Linked DNA regions of Sus scrofa: region 2 is linked to region 1. Evidence: chromatin contacts called from public Hi-C data. All regions are on one chromosome and are shown on one strand. Each heading gives the region's core, a stretch centred on a gene start, on an enhancer-like site or on the middle of the called end of the contact. The rest is flanking DNA. Distances are from core to core; before and after follow the strand shown. Region 1 overlaps CAMK1D (calcium/calmodulin dependent protein kinase ID). Region 2 overlaps CDC123 (cell division cycle 123).

Region 1 (2,763 bases), core at 90-2,589:
GTGTAGGCCAGCAGCTGCAGCTCTGATTTGACCCCTAGCCTGGGAACTTCCATATGCAGCAGGTGTGGTCTTGAAAAAAATGTAATGATAACAATACTTCTCTCACATGTTATTGTGAGCATTCAGTGAGATACTGTGTAAGTGCTCAAAGCAGTATCTATTTCTCTTTCCAAGAAATACTGTGTGTTATCATTTGTAACTAACTGACCCATAGACACTCAAATTCTTTAGTTTTCCCACTCAGAACCCAGGGTATATATATGTCTGCAAATGGGCGGGTCCAGACAGGATGACGCTGGTTTATAAATAGCAATGTTATACCACCTCCACCAGAATATGCTGGACACTCTGTTGACACCTTTCCGCAGTTGGGCCGTAGCCCCTCCGTTCAGCCCATTCATGTTTACAGAGTGCCTGCCTGTTACGGACTAGAAACTACACTAGCTGTGAAAGAGACCAGATGAAAAATGAAGAGCTTGCATTGCAACTAAATTAAAAACCATTGACCTGCAAAAGAAAAAAAGACAAAGGAAAGAAAAATAAGGAGCTTGCAGGTTAGTGGGGACAGAGACGCAAAGCAGTACTTGTGAGAGCTCTTGGTTTTTGTTAGCGCTCTGGATGATGACCGGGAGCTGGGGACACAGGCTTCTTTAGGACTTGGATCCTGCAAGCTGTGGTCTGGCGGCTGGACTCCTATGTGGCCAGCAGGCTCTGACTAACCCACCACCGGCTGCCCAGAACACTCTCCAACCTCAGCCAGTGCAAATGCAGTGCCTGGGCAGTCAGGACCCGGGCAGAGGGAGATTTTGTGAAGAGTGATGCTCTATTCCACGACAGCAAATCACAGTCACACAGCGTCCCCCCTGGTACAATGAAGAGAGCCAGAAGGACGGAGCTCCCTCGGGGATGGGTCCACCCAGGTGTCCCCGGAGGCATCTGTCAGCACACCCGGCACACAGAAAGTTACACAAACCCCTGTTGTGTTTGACTGGCATTTGGTCCATCGTAGTCGAAATTTCCATCAACTTGTTGAGACCGTAACAGGGATTTTTGTTGTATGTGTTGCTTGTCTGATTCATCCTGAAATCAGACTCCATTTCCCACATGAACCTGTTGGATAGAACTCAGTCACGAAAACCTGTTCTCTTTTTTATTCTCTGCCTCTTTGTATTCACTTCAGCTTAATAAAATCTAATGGCCCTGTGATTCCAGGAACAGTTGGTTTCTGGCTAGAAGCAAAAGAGAAAACTGCCTGTTTTGGTTACATAAGGTGATGTGGCAAGTACTTGGTTCTGAGGAAACAGCATCTATTTATAGTGGAGCACCCAGAGCGCCCTGGAGCCAAAGCGCCACCTGCAGGGAGGAGGGAGAAAAACACAGTGAAAAACCTCCAAGCCCTCCTTTACAAAGGATGGAAAAGTAAAAGGAGAGGTGGTCCCCACAAGATGAAGAACTCAGCAGGGTCGCTTGTGGATCAGTATGCAGGAGGAAGCACCCTTGCAAGAATTCTGACAATGTCCCTTCATTCCTGCCTTTTGGAGTTCTCAGAACTCCAAAAGTTTATATTTTCATTTATCTTCTTTTTTCTTTTTCAGGATGCGGAGACCCTAAAACTATCCTCCAGAACACTCGCTGCTTAATGCTACTGCTGGCTGATCTTTTAATTAAAAGTGATGCCATGCAAAGCATTCTTTGCTTTGATAAGACAAAGTGAATGTCCCTGCAAACTTTGTCCATATGAGGCAGGGGAGGACATGTCCAGGCAAGGTGTGGAGTCACAGCCCCCCTGCTGTGGAGGGTGCCTCCCAGCCCCAGCTGATCAAAAAAGCAGTGACAACTCCTGGAAGCTGTGTGGCGAGCAGGCAGAGCTGATTGAACCTAGGGCAAAGCCAATACCAGGCTTCTGTCCTTTTCAAGTTAATTTTTCTAAGTAGCATAAGATGCAGATTCAATTTTTTTATGTGAATATCCACTGATCCCAGCACTGCTTACTGAAGAGACTATCCTTTCTCCATTGAGGGTTATTGGCTTCCTTGGCAAACAGTAGTTTTCCTAATTTCCTAATTTGATTGTTTTGCAGATATTGAACCATCCTTGCATCCCACAGACACACCCCTCTTGATCATGGTGTGTGATCCTCTTAATGCACTGCTGAATTTGGTTTGCTAGTATTTTATGGAGAATTTTTATATCTATGTTCATCAGGTCTGTTGGCCTCAAGTTTTCTTTTCTAGTAGTGTCCTTTTCTGAATTTGGTACCAGGATAGTGCTGGCCTTGTAAAATGAGTTTGGGGGTGTTCCCTCCTCTTTGATTCTTTGCAATAGTTTGAGAAGAATTAGTGTCAATTTTTCTTCACATGTTTGTTAAAATTCATCAGAGAAGCTCTCTGGTCCCAAGCTTTTCCTCATTGGAATATTCTTGATTCCTAATACAATCTCCTCACTAGTAACTGGTCTATTCAGATTTTATGTATCTGGCAGATTCAGTCTTGGTAAGCTCTATGTTTTTAAGAATTTTTCCATTACTTCTTTCTTTTCTGTTTGTGTGTTATCTATATATATATATATTATATATGAAGATGAATATTAGTTGAATCTGTTGTGGTAATCATTTCACAATACATGTAAATCAAAAACCATCATGCTTTACACCTTAAATTGATACAGTAATGTATGTCAGTTATTTCTCAATAAAACTGGGGAGGGGGGGAGTGTATACTTCCTATAAAGGTGACACATTTTTCTTACACAGATCTGACTTGA
Region 2 (2,763 bases), core at 96-2,595, 430 kb before region 1:
AAAAAAAAAAAAAAAAAAAAGAACCTAGTGTTGCTGCAGCTGTGGCTCGGATCTGATCCCTGGCCTAGGAACTCCATATCCTGTGGGGTGGCCAACAAAGAAAAGAGTACAGTTCTTTAAATTGGACAGGATCCTGTCAATGATGTAATCTGACTCTTCTGTCAGAAAATTGAGGCCTAGGAGTTCCCATCGTGGCTCAAGAGTTAACGAATCCGACTAGGAACCATAAGGTTGTGGGTTCGATCGCTGGCCTTGCTTGATGGGTTAACGATCCGGCCTTGCTGTGAGCTGTGGTGTAGGTTGCAGACACAGCTCTGATTGGATCCCTAGCCTGGGAACCTCCATGTACTGCGGATGCGGCCCTAGAAAAGACAAAAAAAAAAAAAGAGAGAGAGAGAGAGAAAATTGATGCCTAGATCTGTTCTGTAATTTGTTTCTATAAACTAGCTAATAGAACCAAAATCGGAATATAACTTCAATAATATTCTTCTAAACGTTCTCTGTATTTTCACTTAATAAAGTTGTAAATTCCTTTCCTAAATACTTCAAAGTAAAATATTATGGAATGAAATAAAGATAGGATATTATAGTATATAATAATATATATTATTATGTAACATTGTGAAAATTACATAAAATTATACTCTTGAGAGCTTGCTTCAATGCAAGAAAACAAGACGTTAGGATTACAGGTTAACAGAGGGCTAACTAAGAAGAATTTACACAGGTTTTTAAAAAGTACATTATTTAACAAGGAGTCTAGAGACAGGATATTTCTAGGGTTAATTCAGCATCTCATCGAGGGCACCAGGGACCAGGCTCTTTCAGTCTTTCCCTGTGTCATCCTTGGTTTATTGCCTTGGTATTTGAGTTCGTCACCTGACGGTTGTAAGGCGGCTACTGCTGTCACAAATATTGCGTGAAAGTGACAATAACTGCATCAAAAACAGAAGGGGTTCATTTGTTTCCACTCATTGTTCTCTGCATGTGAGCAAGCAGAGCTTTCTGGAAGCTCCCCAGGAGACTTGCAGAGAGGCTCAGGTCACACAGACAGGTTCTTAGCCTAATCTAGTAGTTGGCAGATGGAATAGAAATGCCATGATTGGCTTAGACCAGAGGCTCTCAAATTTAGCTTGCACCGGAATCATCTAGAGAATTTGGTAGAGCACAGATTGCCAGTCCCCACCCCCAGGGTTTCTGATTCGCTGGGCTGGGAGTCAGGCCCAAGAATATAATTTCTTACAAGTTCCCAGGTGATCCCGATGCTGGGGTGTAGGCTCACGCCTGGAGGACCGTGTGCTCAGAAGGACACATGCATCACATGCATTGCTGAGGCTCAGGGCCAGGTGTCCTCATGTGAGCAACCACCCTTCCGTTGGCAAGGGAGGAGGCTGGGACTAGCCAGAGGGGAGTCGGCCAGGACTGCCTGCTACTGCTGTCATCTGGCATGGGTAGTAAATACTCTTGTTTTTCCTGTTGTCAAATGGTTATTGCTTTAAAAAGTCGCAGTTGACATATGACACACTTAGCATAATCTGTCTGCATTAATACTTGCTGGAATGAATTATTTGCCTAGATAAGCATTCTTTGTGATTAGACTTACCGAATCAGCAGGCTGCTTTCACTAATTATGTTATCGATGAGGTGTCACTTCAGTAGCCCAGGACCAGAAAAAAAAACCAAAAACCTGGTATTCATTTGACATTTAGAAGGGCTGAGTGAGTGAAAAAATGAATCTGTTCCTTGTTTCTCTGAGAGGCTTATGACTAAGGAATAGAGTTACAAGAGGTCAGGAAAGTTCACGTGTCTTAGTAATCCAAGCTCAGCTATTAATATAATTTTTATACATTTTTTTATTACATTTTATACAGTTCTTATACATTTTTTAAGATTATCACAAAACTATTAATCCTAAAATTCAGCAGCAAACAGTTTGGGGAGTTAAATTTTGTACCTAAGTTGGACCTAACAGAACGTCTACCTTGTGATTTTTTTTTAAAGGCTTATTTGTTTATATATTTATTTTGTCTTTTTGCCATTTGTTGGGCTGCTCCCGTGGCATATGGAGGGTCCCAGGCTAGGGGTCTAATTGGAGCTGTAGCTTCCAGCCTACACCAGAGCCACAGCAATGCTGTATCCGAGCCGTGTCTGCGACCTACACCACAGCTCACGGCAACACCAGATCTTCAACCCACTGAGCAAGGCCAGGGATCGAACCCGCAACCTCATGGTTCCTAGTTGGATTTGTTAACCATGGAGTCATTTATTTAGATGATGATTTTCCCCCTTTAGATTGTTTTAATTTTATTGTATTTATTTTATTTTTTTAATTGAAGTATCGTTGATTTACAATGTTGTGTTAGATCATTATAATTTTGGATAGCACATTTTATCTCTTCTTGAAGAATTCTGCAGAAACTCAAATGAACACCCCCAGTCACCCTTGACTCAGTATCATTTCTTATCTTTCCTTTTCCGCCACCGGTGATAACGAAAGAAATGGATTCTGTACCCGAAATCTTATTTTGGATCCTGACGAGCAACATTTTTCTTTTTTATTTCTGCCCATGACTTAATTTTTTTTTCTTATATACTTAGGTACGGTGAGGTATGATGCCGTACCTTCCAACTTTTCAGGAAGGCTTGTGAGTGGGGATTGTGCCCTAGTAAATATCTGAACAAGGTGGCACTTTATTTTTTTATTTTTTTATTTTGTTGTTGTTGTTGTTGTTGTTGCTATTTCTTGGGCCGCTCCTGCGGCAT

Evidence for each region. A called contact is a pair of places that touch in the nucleus more often than the background predicts.
Region 2: a contact with region 1 is called in a Hi-C map of embryonic fibroblasts, with 2.7 times the contacts expected there. The contact joins two enhancer-like sites. A contact is called at or near these places in 11 of 47 Hi-C or Micro-C datasets (brain, embryonic fibroblasts, fetal heart ventricle and 5 more) and 1 of 2 datasets of contacts at active chromatin or transcription factors (skeletal muscle).

What each region holds. Positions count from the first base shown.
Region 1 is chr10:59,311,202-59,313,964 of Sscrofa11.1, reverse strand. All of the region lies in intron 2 of CAMK1D (calcium/calmodulin dependent protein kinase ID), which reads left to right. Among named protein-coding and RNA genes, the nearest start is that of CAMK1D, 140 kb to the left of the region's middle. Within about 2 kb of position 1,339, at least 14 of the 83 cell types and tissues checked have an H3K27ac peak or open chromatin away from gene starts, as enhancers often do. A contact at or near this core is called in embryonic fibroblasts and skeletal muscle, where this site is marked.
Region 2 is chr10:59,740,258-59,743,020 of Sscrofa11.1, reverse strand. All of the region lies in intron 6 of CDC123 (cell division cycle 123), which reads left to right. Among named protein-coding and RNA genes, the nearest start is that of NUDT5, 24 kb to the left of the region's middle. Within about 2 kb of position 1,345, at least 10 of the 83 cell types and tissues checked have an H3K27ac peak or open chromatin away from gene starts, as enhancers often do. A contact at or near this core is called in embryonic fibroblasts and skeletal muscle, where this site is marked.